2 separate regions of the Rattus norvegicus genome follow, and region 1 is linked to region 2. The links are chromatin contacts, called in public Hi-C maps. All regions are on one chromosome and are shown on one strand. The core of a region is the stretch at or near the end of the contact, and the rest is flanking DNA. Distances in the headings are between cores, read along the strand shown.

The links. Hi-C and Micro-C count contacts between places; a contact is called where the count stands out from the background.
Region 1: a contact with region 2 is called in a Hi-C map of psoas muscle, with 2.5 times the contacts expected there. The contact joins the enhancer-like site here to the promoter of Dcp1a in region 2. A contact is called at or near these places in 4 of 12 Hi-C or Micro-C datasets (hepatocytes, kidney, liver and 1 more) and 1 of 1 datasets of contacts at active chromatin or transcription factors (oligodendrocytes).

Annotation. Positions count from the first base shown.
Region 1 is chr16:5,756,242-5,763,581 of GRCr8, forward strand. No RefSeq gene overlaps it. Among named protein-coding and RNA genes, the nearest start is that of Tkt, 30 kb to the left of the region's middle. Within about 2 kb of position 1,635, at least 29 of the 93 cell types and tissues checked have an H3K27ac peak or open chromatin away from gene starts, as enhancers often do.
Region 2 is chr16:5,660,253-5,667,055 of GRCr8, forward strand. It overlaps Dcp1a (decapping mRNA 1A), which reads left to right and starts at 3,185. Exons shown (of 10, transcript NM_001191831.2): 1 at 3,185-3,344; 2 at 5,417-5,457. The coding sequence starts at 3,210.

The sequences.
Region 1 (7,340 bases), core at 385-2,884, 94 kb after region 2:
TTGAGTTTCCTGGTTGGGGGTTGCGGAGGGAGGAGAGGTGAGAGAAGGAAGCCACCACAGGAGGAGGTGACCATGAACAAGTATTGGGTACTCTGCCGGGGAAGTAGCAAGTCCAGCAGACAGGAAAGTAGATTAGGGATTACCTCCAGTAATTGTCAATAAAACAACCTTGGTCTGAGTCTCTTCATTTATAACCGACCTGGAGAAAGCTTAAATTGGTCTAACTACAGTCCGGTGTGGAAAGAAAAGGACTACAACTCGGGTTTTTTGTGGCTGCCATCTTTGTCCTTGCGGCCTCCTTAAAGGAGATGCTCTGTAGTCAGCCTGATGATGTAGACGTCCTTGTCCTACAGGACGCGATGGGAGCCGCCTACAGCTCAGTGCTCTTGTGTGTCGTGAAAAGATGTTTCCAGAAGGCAGTGGGACAAGTACACCCAGCCTTAGGACCCATGAGGATCTGCTGTGCGCACCCACCCCCACCCCCGCTAATTGTCTGTGAACCCAGGGATTTGCCAGGCTGAGGGGAGGAGAACTAGAAGTGCCAGTGTCTGAGTTGGTGCAGTGCCCTGAGAGTTTCGTAGGTGTCTGGGCCAGCCGTCAGGTGCAGTTAGGGAGAATTGTACATAGATGGCTTCGAGGAGCCTCCATGAGGATCTGGATTCAAACCCTAACACAGCAAGGGGTAGGGGTCGGGGAACGCTTGATTTCCAAAGCAGAGATGGGAAAGGTAGCTTCCCTCACCTCCAGACTGCCTCCAAGGCCCACACTCTCTCAAGGAGATGGTAAAAGTTTAAGCAGGGGGTTGGGGATTTAGCTCAGTGGTAGAGCGTTTGCCTAGGAAGCTCAAGGCCCTGGGTTCGGTCCCCAGCTCCAAAAAAAAGAACCAAAAAAAAAAAAAAAAGTTTAAGCAGGCAGCCAGATGCCTGGGGAGTGAACCAGCTGGAGGAGCTCTGGAGGCCACAGTCACCTAAATTCAGTCTCCTCCGAAACCTGGCATTTAGGGACCCAGGAACTCCAAGGAGTCGGTGAAACTGCTGTGGGTTTGGGATTCTAGATTGTGCTGGAATCCCAGATACCTAAGCCTTGAGGACCTGAGGAACCCTCCTTCACTTCTCCCTCAGCTCCTGGAGAGGGTGAGAAGTCGGGACCCTGCATCTGAGGCAACTTTGTAGCTCCTGGTCTGGAGTAAGGCTCTAGGTTACACAGAGGCGTAGACAAAGGTTTGACTTTCCCTGGACCAGTGAGAGCTTGCTGCAGTCAGCCTAAGGGAACAAAGGCTTCTGTCATTCACACCACCATGTGGCCAGGCAACGGGACATGGCAACTGGAAAGAAAATGCCCTGCTCATTTCTCAGTCTCCAGTTGCATAGGTGGCAGGATTTCACAAAGTTTCCAGATCACGACTGTGGAGGAACAAATCTCTCCATCCTGCCTCCGTTGTCCTGTGCTGCAGCGTCATCTCCCCAGTGCCTCACCTGTTAAGTGGGGATAAAGACAGCTTCCTTGGGTTGCTGGGAGGATGAACTATGAGAAATTACATAATACCATCAGTACACTGCCCAATGAGGGCTCAAAGATGTTGCTTTTCCTAGCAGTTCATTCAGGGCAAGTGAGTAGCCTTGAGCACCAGGTTTCCTGTGACGGCAGACATGGGGCTGCCTCCAGTATGTGAGTCAGGCCCAGAGCTCAGGAAGCTGCCCAACATACTCGGCTGTTAGACTTTATGATGCCTGTCATTAACACGGCCCTGTCATGTTTACTGAGATCTAAGTAATTAGATCTTAGTATATTCACCAAGCCGTGCAACATTGTATCACCCCTGAACATGTGCCTTTAACCCACCACCCTGTGGCTGCCATCCTCACTTCTGGTTGGCATCCCTCCTCACTTCCTTCCCGGGTAGCTGCATGTGGTAGGAATCTGGACCTCTGTCTGCGGTCCTCCCTTTGAGACTGGGAGGAGGTAATAGAAAAGCCATAGCAGGTGCTCTGGGTAAGATTCCAGAAATCAAACCCCTCGAGCAGGGATCTGGGATTTACTAGCCTGTGGATTTGAAGTATTAAGCACAGAAAACAGGGGGCTGGGGATTTAGCTCAGTGGTAGAGCGCTTACCTAGGAAGCACAAGGCCCTGGGTTCGGTCCCCAGCTCTGAAAAAAAGAACCAAAAAAAAAAAAAAAAAAAAAAAAAAGCACAGAAAACAGGTCACGTACGAAACACAGGCAAGCGTCAGCCACAAGGCTTCTCTGGCCTCTGGTGGTTCAGCTCTCAAGCCAGAATTCTTGCCCCTCTGTACGGTACAGGGATAGGGACTCACCCCAAGGGCCTGGGTGCTGTGGAGGCCCTGCAGCATTAACACCCAGGTTCCTCATTGGAGCCAGCTTGGGGACAAACATAGGCTAAGTCGTCACTGCCTTAGGATTCGTGAGCCCTCTGGTCCAACTGGCAAGGCAGGAAAAGTTTGTCCCAGGAGCTGTCTGTCCCTCAGGAACCTGAGCCTGCCTGACACAGGAGAGGGTCCTGTTCCCAGCCCTCTGGATTGGGCTTAGCATGTCAGGAACTCGGGAGGAGTCCAAAGTTATAGGAATGTCAGTCAGGCTCCAGAGGGGCAGGAGAGATGGCTCAGCTGAGAGCGCTGGCTGCTCGTAAGGAGAATCTGGGTTCAATTCCCAGCACCCAGTTGGCAGCTCACCACTGCGTGTAACTCCAGCTCCAGGAGACCTGGCACCTTCACGCAGGCACATAAAATAAAAAAAATAATAATAAAATTTAAGGGCTGGAGAGATGGCTCAGTGGTTAAGAGCACCGACTGCTCTTCCAGAGGTCCTGAGTTCAGATCCCAGCAACCACATGGTGTCTCACAACCATCTGTAATGGGATCTGATGCCCTCTTCTGGTGTGTTTGAAGACGGCTACAGTGTACTTATTATAATAAATAAATATAAAGCCACAGTGGAGAGTGGTGGCCACCTCTGTGAGAGCCAATGAGGAAGTGTAGAGTAAGAAATTTGAAATTAGCTCTTTGGCCTATGAGTGAGAAGATGCTGGGAAGAACATGGAGGACCCCAAAAAAGCCTTTACCCGGCATGAATGATGGCTCCTCCATAGCCACATACCCCACATCGGTTAACCCAACTCCTCCCCTATACACTCTAGCTCCCACCTATGAAGCTGCCTGCAGTTAGGGCAGAGCTGTACAGAGAAGGCTTCAAGGAGCAGTAGGGAGTGGTAGGTGTCCAACGGCCCTCCCTCCCTCCCCATCTGATGGTCTCCCAAATCGGGCATTGCTGATCTGATGAGAACGGCAGTTGTCTGTCAGAGGACTGAGTCTGACAGCACCCAGGAAGAATCGCTTCCTGTTTCCTCGCATATGGGAATTACATTTAAATTGGGATGTGCATACACATTCAGAGGTGCGTGCGTATAGGTCAGTAAGCTATAGGTCAGGGATCGTGAGGGTGGGAAAGAGAGAAGAGAACAAAGTCATGTAACAGAGAAGCAGAAGTGAGAACTAACTGGGGAAGGAGGAGGGGGAGAGGAAAGGTCACGGGGTAGAGGGAATGAAAGAGAACAAACGTAACCACGCGGTCAGAAAGAAGTCATAGTGAAACCCTCTTTTTATCCTTTACTTTTGGTATTCTAATCTAGATAACTGTTATAATAAACACTTTTTGAATAAAAACAACCCCAATGAGGGTCAAGTATGAGCCAAGCACAGTAATACATATATGTATATGAAAATGTCATAATAAAACCCAGAATTGTATATGCTAGCAAAAAACAATTAATGAAAAAACAAGCGGCCCAGCATGGTGGCACACACCTTTAATCCCACTATGAGGAAGGCAAAGGCAGAAGGAGCTCTGATTTCAAGGCCACCCTGGTCTACACGAGCCAGCCTTGTCCACAAGACCAGAGTGAGTTCCAGTATCCAGGGCCACACACAAAAAGAAGTTTCTGCTGAGCCACTTCCCCACGGGCAAGCTCTCTCCACCTACCGTCTGGGTCACATTTTTCTTGTGGTCACACTTGGCTATTGTCTTTAACCCTAAGTCTGGCCTGCGTAGGAAGCAGGGAAGAAACACCGTTGAGGAACTGAGAGTCTGGGACACAGCAGAAGCTTGAGGAGCCAGCGAGGTCACTCAGGGGCTTGCAGGGAGCTAAGATTTACTCCTAGGTGCTGAGGAGTAGGGGAGTTGTATTTGAGTTGGACACATCAGCTTCTAGAAGTTTCCCTGGTGATAAGTTATTTCTCTCCCGGAGAAATGAGCCAATTCAAGCCAGATTTGAATATATATAAAGGCAGGTTAATTGGGAGCTGGCCTAGGGAAGGGCAGGGGCTGGTCCACTGGTCCCAGGGAGGTCGCCACAAGGAGGGAGACAGAAGGGAGGGGAAAGAGAGAAAAGACAGAAGAAAGGAGAGACCAAGATGTCTGGATTATATAGTGTAGAGCCACTGGGGGACAGGAAGCCCAGACCCTGGGATGGAAGGGTTAGGACTGAGGGCAGGGTATGCCAGATAAGGACTGAGGGACGCTGGGAGAACCTGGAGGCCAGGTCCACTTTAGTAATGTTAACTGTGCACCTCAGCTGGTTGTCCCGGATCCGAATCTCAATGTCTGGGTGTGGTGGCAGGGAGGATGTCAAGAGACAGCTAGGGACTGAGGAGCTTGCTCAGTGGGTACATTGGGGAGCATGTGAACCTGAGTTCAGACCCCCAGAGCCCACGCAAAGCAGGTGTCTGTCATAACCAGTGCTCCTGTAGAGAAAGGGCAGGTGGGGCCAGGAGGATCACTGCAAGTATCCAGCCATACACCACAGGTTGTCTGTCCTCTGACTTCCACAGCATGCCTACATATACATTTAACAACAACCAAATCTTTCTGGGAGCGGTGGCACATGCCTTCAATCCTTGGAAGACAGGCAGGCAGATCTTCGAGAGTTCAAGACCAGTCTGGTCTACATAGTGAGACGCTGTAAAAAAAAAAAAACCACAGAAGCAAGGGAGTTTGCACTGCTAGAGACTGTACACCAGAATCAAGGAAACAAGGAAACGGTTTATTCAGAGTGTTTGAATGACTTTTTTGTTTAGTTTTGCTTTTTGTGTGTGTGTGTGTGTGTGTTTGGAAATAAGAGCCACTATATAGCCCAGGCTAGCCTCAAACTTAAGATCCTCCTGCCTGGATGCTTTAGTTACGTTGAATGCTGTGGAAGAAGGAACCTTCCCAGACACAGAACAAAAGGGAATCACCAAGCAGGGTATGCAGCTGTACTGAGGGTAGGAGGATCACGTAAGCAGGCTGGTGGCCGGTGGAGAACTGTCTTCTGTAAGTTTCGGGTGCACTCTCTCAGTATTCTTAGCTTTCGGGTGGGTGGGCCGGACGCCTACAGGGTAAGTGATACATTCTTAGCAGTTTGCCGGTTTGTCACAAGAATGCTAGGTCAGGTGCAGAAGTGTCAAGTATCTGATACAGGGCCTGAGACAGTTTAAGAGCTTAGGGTAACTGCCTTGTTTTGGCTTTGATTTGGGGTGTGTATGGGGGGGTGTGTTTTGTTGTTTTTGTTTTTTGATTTCGTTTTGCTTTTTGAGACAAGGTTTCTCTTTGGAGACCTGATTATCCTAGGGGAGGCTGGCCTCAAACTCAGATTGCCTCCGCCTCTAAACGCTGGGATTAAAGGCACCTTGCCCGCTGGTAACTTTGTTTTCATCCACCCAGTCCGCACTAGCCAGCAGACGTCACACCTTGTCAATTTTACCGTATCGGGTGTTGGCTGTTTGTTGAATGGGTGCCATCTTGCCTCGTAGCTCCTGGACAGGTTGACCTTATGCTTGCTGTGGTCTTCCTGCCTCTGCCTCCCAAGTGCTGGGACTGCAGGTGGGAGCCAGCACAGCCGACTATTTGAAAGTTTTGCTTTGGGGTTGGGGATTTAGCTCAGTGGTAGAGTGCTTGCCTAGCAAGCACAAGGCCCTGGGTTCGGTCCCCAGCTCCGAAAAAAAGAAAAGAAAAAAAAAGTTTTGCTTTCATTTCTCTTCTCTTTTCTTCCTTTCATTCAGCAATCCAACTATTTGAATGCTTTGTTTTCTTCCCTTCCTTCCTTCCTTCCTTCCTTCCTTCCTTCCTTCCTTTCTTCCTTTCTTCCTTTTTAGTTTTTAAAGAGTTTCTCCGTGCAGCCCTGGTTATCCTGGAACTCGCTCTGTAGACCAAGTTGGCCTTGAACTCAGAGACCCACCTGCCTCTGGCTCCTGAGTGCCCACCAGGTTCGGTTTAAATGCCTTGTTTTCTGTTCCCATAGATATTCTAGAATATACTTAAATTGCTTGGAAACCAAAGGGTCCTTTGGGTTTCGCTACTGAGTTTTATTAGGCAGGACCTACTTCTGCACCTAATCTAGGGGGAATTTTTATTCTGCTACTGCAGCAACCCCTCTCTACACCGACATAGTTGAGCATGAGGCTCTCCAGGCTGCTGCTGCATTAGGCCCCATTGCTGTGAGGTCTGAGGGATTGTTCAGATTCACATGAGTCTCCCTCAGCACCGGCAGAGCTCTCAGCTGAAGGTTTGAAACTTCAGGGCAGGGCGGGGCTCTTCAGACACCTGGGTTTATCTCTCTCTCTATGACTCAGTGAAGGCTGTGGTTGTGTTCCTGGGTTTACATCCACACTGGCCTTCTGGATGTCCAGAGTCACCCTTATCTTAGAACGTGCACCGTTTTATGTGGCTTCCCCTTCCCTGTGCACAGTCACAGAACTACTGACAACCAGCGAAGCTGGGTAACCACGGGGTTGTTTCTCATCTCTTGGAGAACATTGACCTCGGTTGCCCGATACTGGCTGTGTTAAGAACTGTAGTTTCATGCATGTTTACAGGTTTGTTCCAGGAAGGAAGGTAAACACGATCTCTCTAATCCCAGTCTTGACTGAAAACAGAGTTCACATCATTTTCCCCTGAATAAACAAACAGTGGTAAGTTTATACGATGTAACACAATATAACCATGGGAAGGGCTCTGCTTAACCAGTCACACACACACACACACACACACACACACACACACACGCACACAGAGGTGCGTTGTCTAAGATGTCCCAGACTGACATCTGTAGAGACAGTGGTTGCCTAGTTCTGGGAGTTCAGGGGCTTAGAGGGTAACAGCAAAAAGGCACAGGGGTACATCTTGGTGATAGAAGTGTTCTATAACTGTGGGCAACTGATTACACTAAGAGCCATTGGCTTCAAGATTTATTTATCTTGCGTGAATAAGCTCTTTGCTTACGGCATTCTGTGCATCCTATGTGTGCCTGGTTCTGCAAAGGTCAGAAAAGGGCTTCGGATTCCCTGGGA
Region 2 (6,803 bases), core at 1,935-4,434:
AACGGCAGCATCAGGTGTGTCTCTGAATTTAGTACCTAATTTAAAATACTATATTAAGGGCTGGAGAGATTGTTTCATTGTTAAAAACACTTGCTACTCTCTTAGAGGGCCCTAGACCTTGGCAGGTCCCCAGACCTTAACACAACTGATAACTCCATGATGCTAATATCATTCAGGCTGTGAAACTCAGCACACAGGCAGCACCACCTGTGGCAAGCTATTTGAGCACATTGTGAACTCCAAAGTTGTGTTATTTGCTGGGGAAACCTGTTTTTTTAGTTGTGGCGTGGGTCAGCCTTGGCGCACACATTTTAATCCAAGAGCTTTGTGCTTCGATATTGTAAACAGGATTAAATAAAGTCAATTAAATAAGGTCAAGAGTTGGAGCAAGCAACCAATTGACAAAAAGTAAACAAAACAAACAAACAAACAAACAAAAAACAGAAAAAGAGGAAGGAAGGTTGGATAAAAAGACAAACAGGAAGTAGAAGGGAGGGACACTCAGTTTGAAGGGGGTTTGTAGAGATATGAGAGAGAGACTTTGTTCTGGGATGTCAGCTGAAGAGGAAGGTCAGCTGGGTGTTTTCTCTGCCTCTCTGAACCATCTTCCAGCCCAGCAATCCGGCTCCTGAGTCTTCATTGGTAAAATCAAGCGATTGAGGTGTTGATAAAAACAGCTATCTGCCAAAACTAAAACAAAGGCCTAACCCATCAAAGTCCACAGAGTTCTGGCAAAGTCTCACAATGTACTAACCTGGCTTTTTAGCCTCCGTAGCTCTATCTGGCTAACTGCTCTTGTTACCTGAAGTGTGTCAACCCAGAACATGGTTTTTGTACTTAAAAGGTGACCCTGAGAAAGTTTCCGTGCTACACTGGGATCCCAAACACCCAGTGTAGTTGCCGGCCGACCAAAAAAGATTGGTTTTTTTATTGGCTTAAACCCATGTCTGAGCAGTCTTCTCTGATGGTTAACCCCACAACAGCTCAGCCATGAGGACCTGAGTGCAGATCTCAGCCCTCAGGTCCAGAGGCTCACGAATGCCTGTAACTTAAACTCCAGTGTGCCCATACACTCTCTTCTGGCCTCTGCACACTTACGTCAGCACAGACTTACACCGACACATGTACACATATAGAGACAAAATTTTAAATAACACACAAAAATTAGCATACAGAGGGAAAATGAAGGTACAGAAAGTGATGGGGTCCTACCCTCCACCACTGGGTGAAAGGCAGTCCAGATGTGGAACAAGGATCCCCAAGACTCTCATACCAGAATACTCCTCACTAGTGTGGAACTCTGAGCCATTCCCTTCTTCCCCTCCAGTCTGAATCAAATCAGCATTAAACACTAGGTTCCCACCTTGCCACTGGGCCATGAAGCAAACCTCAGCCCTTAACTTTACTTTCCCAAGGAGCACCTCCTCATCGAAAGCAGCAGTTCAAACCTCAGCACCTTCTTGAAGCCTTCCTACTGCCTTCAGAAGTTGGCTCAAGGCACCCCAAGACCATGTTCTCAGCACAGAGATTTATGTGCTCCAGGGGGAGAGAGAGCAGGGATAATGAACAAAGGCAGGAGATAGGAAGGCAAGGGGCTAAAAATTAAAGGGGTTGGGAGGAGAGGGGTAAGAGATGTTTGGGAAGGAGACAAAGGACTCTCTAGATATAGAGGAAATAGATGTGGTCCACGGGCAAATGGCAGTTTATAAAGATAAAAGGGGAAGCCCACGTTAGGATGATGTGTTTAATTTTAATTGGGCATGTTAATTAGCCAAAGGGGGCTTTTGATTGCTAGACTCCAATACTTTGATAGCCAGACCTTGGTAGTCAGCCTCAGGAGAAATTAATCTCTTATTAGGCTAAATTAAGGAACAGACCTTGGTGGCTAGTGTGAGGAATGCAATCTAACAGTCTTTAGCAAGGCAGAGGAAACTGGGGAGAAGGGCAAGGCCTGCCAGAGCCACGCCCACCATGCCGGAACTGGTTAAGAGTTCCTTCACTACCTTTCCTGGCTCAGACGGAAATAGACTCCACCCTCTGGAATTCAAAGAGAAATGTCTATCATGGGGTTATTTGCTTGCTTTTCGTTTCTCCTGGTGCCAAAAAGAGTTGGAAGCTTGGAACTGACAACCACTCTATAAGATCAATGAATGTGTACGTGAGCAAAGGGCGAACAAACCATAAGCTGTTCCGACTTCTTGCCTCACACGTGTTTCCGAACGGAAAGTCTGCCCTTCCATTAGCAAATGATCTTGGGATGTAAAACCACAAGCAACACAAATATATGGTGGTACTTTGATGGAAATGTAAAGTTTATCCTTTCAAAAACGTTCATTTGTGCCGAGATGTCCTCAATAAAGAAAAACGATGGTTTTTAAAGCAGCTCAATGAAAATAGGCTGAGCACGTTGTTTTACTTTGTAGTACCTGACCCCTTAGGATGCCCAATAATGTTGGCTTTTTAAGAGATCTACTTATTATTTAAGTAATAGGTCTTTCTATATTGCTTTTTTTTTCTTTTTTTCGGAGCTGGGGACCGAACCCAGGGCCTTGTGCTCGCTAGGCAAGCGCTCTACCGCTGAGCTAAATCCCCAACCCCGTAATAGGTCTTTCTAGAACAACAGAAATATTTATTTAGGACCCAGATGAAGGAAAAGACAAGCCAAAGAGGGGAAGCCGAGTACAGTGTAGTTCCAGGCAGGCTAGTTTGGCTGCTTTGAAACATTTCTTTCAAAAATTACCAAACAGTTAAGAGTGAAAGTGCAGCTCGGAAGTAAAGTACAGCTCCCTTTCCTCACTTGGTCTGAGTTTTCTCAATGGTCCATGAAAACCTCACTTCCACAGCAGCAAGCATTTCGATTCAGGGTATGTGCTGGGCTGCGGTCTCACTGGCAGGAGTCTGGAGCACTCAAGGAACAAGTTCAGATCCCGCCAGGTGAGAGAGGAGGACTCCGGAATGTCGGCTCGCCGAAGCTCCACCGCGCAGGCGCGGACGCCTGTACCTTCCGGCAGCCGCAGACCTAAAAAGATCGGAACCAGGCTCCCAGGGCATAGGAGCGGCGGATCAGATTAACTGAAGTACCACCCTCGGCAAGGCAGGTCGGATAGGCGGAAGTGGACGGCTGACTGAGCTGGGGGAACTTTGCCTGGATGGCACTTTCCTGTTCTCCAGTCCGCCCCCGCCCGAGGGGCTCGGCCTGGAGATCCAAGATGGAGTTGTTGAGTCGAGCTGAGCAAGAGATGAGTCTGGCGGCCTTGAAACAACACGACCCCTACATCACCAGCATCGCAGACCTCACGGGCCAGGTCGCCTTGTACACTTTCTGCCCCAAAGCCAACCAGTGGGTGAGTGAGGCCCAGCCGTGGAGAACGCCAGCCTGGCCGCTGCCGCCTCTTAAAGGGACCGCGCAGACAGCTTAGGATTGGGGGTGGGGTGTGGAGCAGAGTAGGACCGCAAAGGCGAGGCCCGAACCTCTCCCAAAGGTCCTTCCAGAGCCGAAGAGATGACGGGGGAAAGGGGAGGGACACGCGGAATTGGAGGAATGAAGGGTAGGAGTACACCAGAGACATAACAGGGAAATCAGATGGAGGACAGGAATGAGGCAGGATCAGTCTTTTTGGGGTCGGTTCTGGAGACTTGAGGTTGCATTGGCAGGATATGAGACAAGTTAATTTTTTTTTCTAACAAGTGATTGAAAACCTGTGTTTGAGACTTTGAAAACTATTAGATAAATCACGTGTTCTTGATTGCAAAATCCACTCCTCTTTCCCTGCCGACCTAAATGTGATGATTTGGATTTGAAGCTTAAAAATCAGTCTCAGGAGTTAGTCCAGCTTTAGCAGAACTGGTATCACCGGAGTTTAAAGAAAGATTTCAAGGCTACTTCAGTAAGAATTGGATTCCTTGGAGACGTTTTTACAAGAAAAAAAAAAAAAAAAGAGACCGGTGATAGGACGTTTGATCGCTCACTTCTTAGTTCTTTTTGGATTTTGTGAGTGGCATGGAGTTCCAGAAATTACATTCACTGACTTTAGTTAACCTCAACTTGAAGCACCTATTTACATGATGTCCTATTTCCTCCTGATGCTAGGCAGACACTGTACTGTTCCTCTACCACTGGGCTATATACCCAACCCAAGTTACAGTTTCTTAATCACATTTTCAGGCGTTTATTTTAAAAACCTACCACATTTGTCTAAGGCAGAGAATGGTTTCTATCCACGAGTCTTAACAAAGTTCTGAAAATATTAAATTGTGTTTGGTCACCACAAAATGTGTAACTCGTGAAAATAGTCCTAAATTCTCCAGAAATGAAACAGTATCTTAGAAGAAAACGTCCCGAGGGTTAGGGATTTAGCTCAGTGCTACACAGCTGTGCATCATGAGGCCCAGGCTCTGAGTTCAACCTGGTATCCCTTTTGAAGAAAGTTTCCATTCTTTTTCTATAAACCTCAATAGACTGCTCAAGTTTGGTTTGGTTTGGTTTTTGGTTTTTTTTTCCAAGTTTTTGGTTTTTTAAGTTGCAGTAGACAATACCTTGACTGGAGTATTAAGATACCTAGTTGAAAGGTTTTAGTGTTTGCAGAGAGAAGCTGGGGCAGAGAAATGGCTCAGTAGTAGCTAAGAGCATTTGGTGCTCTTCCCAAGGACCTGCCTCAATTTCCAGCATCCCCATGATGGTTCAGACCCATCTGTAACTCCAGTTCCAAGACGTCCAGTGCCCTCTCTAAGCTCCACGTACACACATACATGTGTTACAAAGAAATACGTATGCTGACAAAAGAGCCCTACATCTTTTCTAATTGAAAAAAAAATTTAATACATAAAATAAGTAAAGCTAAATCGCTTTTTTTTTCCCTTTAAATGTTCCTCACTGGCAAAAATAGACATGTGCTACAGATGTACACATATTGTTGGGTTGGACATACATAAACACAGGGGTGAACAGATACATAATTTGTTTAGATTTCTTTTAAAAAGTGAATTGCTTTACCTGTTCAAACGTGACTAATTTGGAGGCTAAAGAGACAGCTCAGTGGATGAAGTGCTTGCCTCCCCAGCTTGAGAACCTGAAGTATTCACACAGAAAGCTGGACGTAGTAGCTTGCACTTACGTGTCCTCTGGGGACATGGAGGCGCTTATGACACAACACTGGAGCTCACTGACCAGGAAGTGCAGCTAAATTGCCCATCTTCTGGCCAGTGAGACCCCCTGACTCAAAAGAAGGAATGACGCCTGAGAGTGACCGATGGCCTCTCCAGTTGTACACAAATGCCAGCGTGCATTCCCTTGAGCACATACACGATCGATTTCACAGTAAATAAGACAAGTTGGCCTGAACGTGTAGGTGCTTCACCAAGATCATTTGACCTTGGATTATTCCTGGAAAACTGACAGAGTCGTTGTCTGTTACAGGAGAAGACTGATATAGAAGGGACATTATTTGTATACCGAAGGTAAGTGGCTTAAGGATGTTTCTACTTCACTTGAATGGTGGTGATCGCTGTGGTGGAGCGTGGTCCGTTTCTATCGTGTATGTAGCTTTGGAGCCTTCCTGTTTATCTTCTTCCAGTTTTCCCCCACCCAAGCACTACAGTCCTACTACAGCTGCTGCTCTTCTTCCCATGTTAAAAAGAATGCATACGTACGAATGTCTGCGAATATAGTATAGTACAGTAGCTATAAAGTGATTGAGATAGCACTCTTGCCGGTCTGTAGTTTCTGATGAGAATTTGCCTTCTGTGGCTGGTTCTGCCCCTTTCCTGCCTCTTCCCAAAGTTCTAGGTCATTCCTAATTCATATACATTTTACTTTAAACTTCTCTGAAAATTCTTTTTTTTAAAGATTTATTTATTATATAGGAGTACACTGTAACTGTCTTCAGACACACCAGAAGTGGGCATCAGATCCCATTACAGATGGTTGTGAGCCACCATGAGTTCACCCTGGGATTTGAACACAGGGCCTCTGGAAGAGCAGTTAGTGCTCCTAACCACTAAGCCATCTCTCCAGCCCCGAAAATTAATTCTTTAAATGGTTGGTTTGTAAAGGTTGACAACTTTACCTTGTTTGGCAGCATAGGGGCCTCATCCTAGGTGGCCCACAGGATGAGACAAGTCATGAGACCCTTGTATTCCCAGGTACCCATAGCTCTTGGTGTTAGAGGCAAATCCCTTGCCTATTCTAGAACTTTGAGCGGTAGCAGCAAGGCTACAGACATTGGTTCTTTTTGTGCCGAGTTCTTTTTTGGACAGCCATCCTCCACTGGTACCACTTTATAAGAATGGAGTGTTATTGTAAATGTTAGTGTAGAACGTTGTGATCTTGTCTAAATACACTTTTTCCTTTAAATGGAAGTATTTCGAGGTTTGTATGACAAGCTCCTCTTTCTTTGATACTCTTTTCTCTACTTCATTTTTCTTCTCTAAAATAAAAAAGATCTAACTCCAACCTCTTCATTAACAATATAAGTCTCTAAGAACCCCTAACTATTATTAGAACAGTAGTGTCTGTATACTCAGGGATATTTATAGCTCTAATTTTAAGGAATAAGCATAATGTCTATAACATTTGGGGATATTTATAGGTCTAATTTTAGAAGAATAAAACAGATTGGAGAAAGTGGGAACTTCAGTATAGTGAGTAACTTCATTTAAGACAATTCATACAAACTATAGCATTGGTCTAAGAAAAGGAGGCTTAAGAGCCTCTATTTGGGAACTGAAGAACATTTTCTGTACGTTGGACAAAAATACACTAGAATGTCATAATGTTACTTTGCAGGAATCAAAAAGAAAACTGG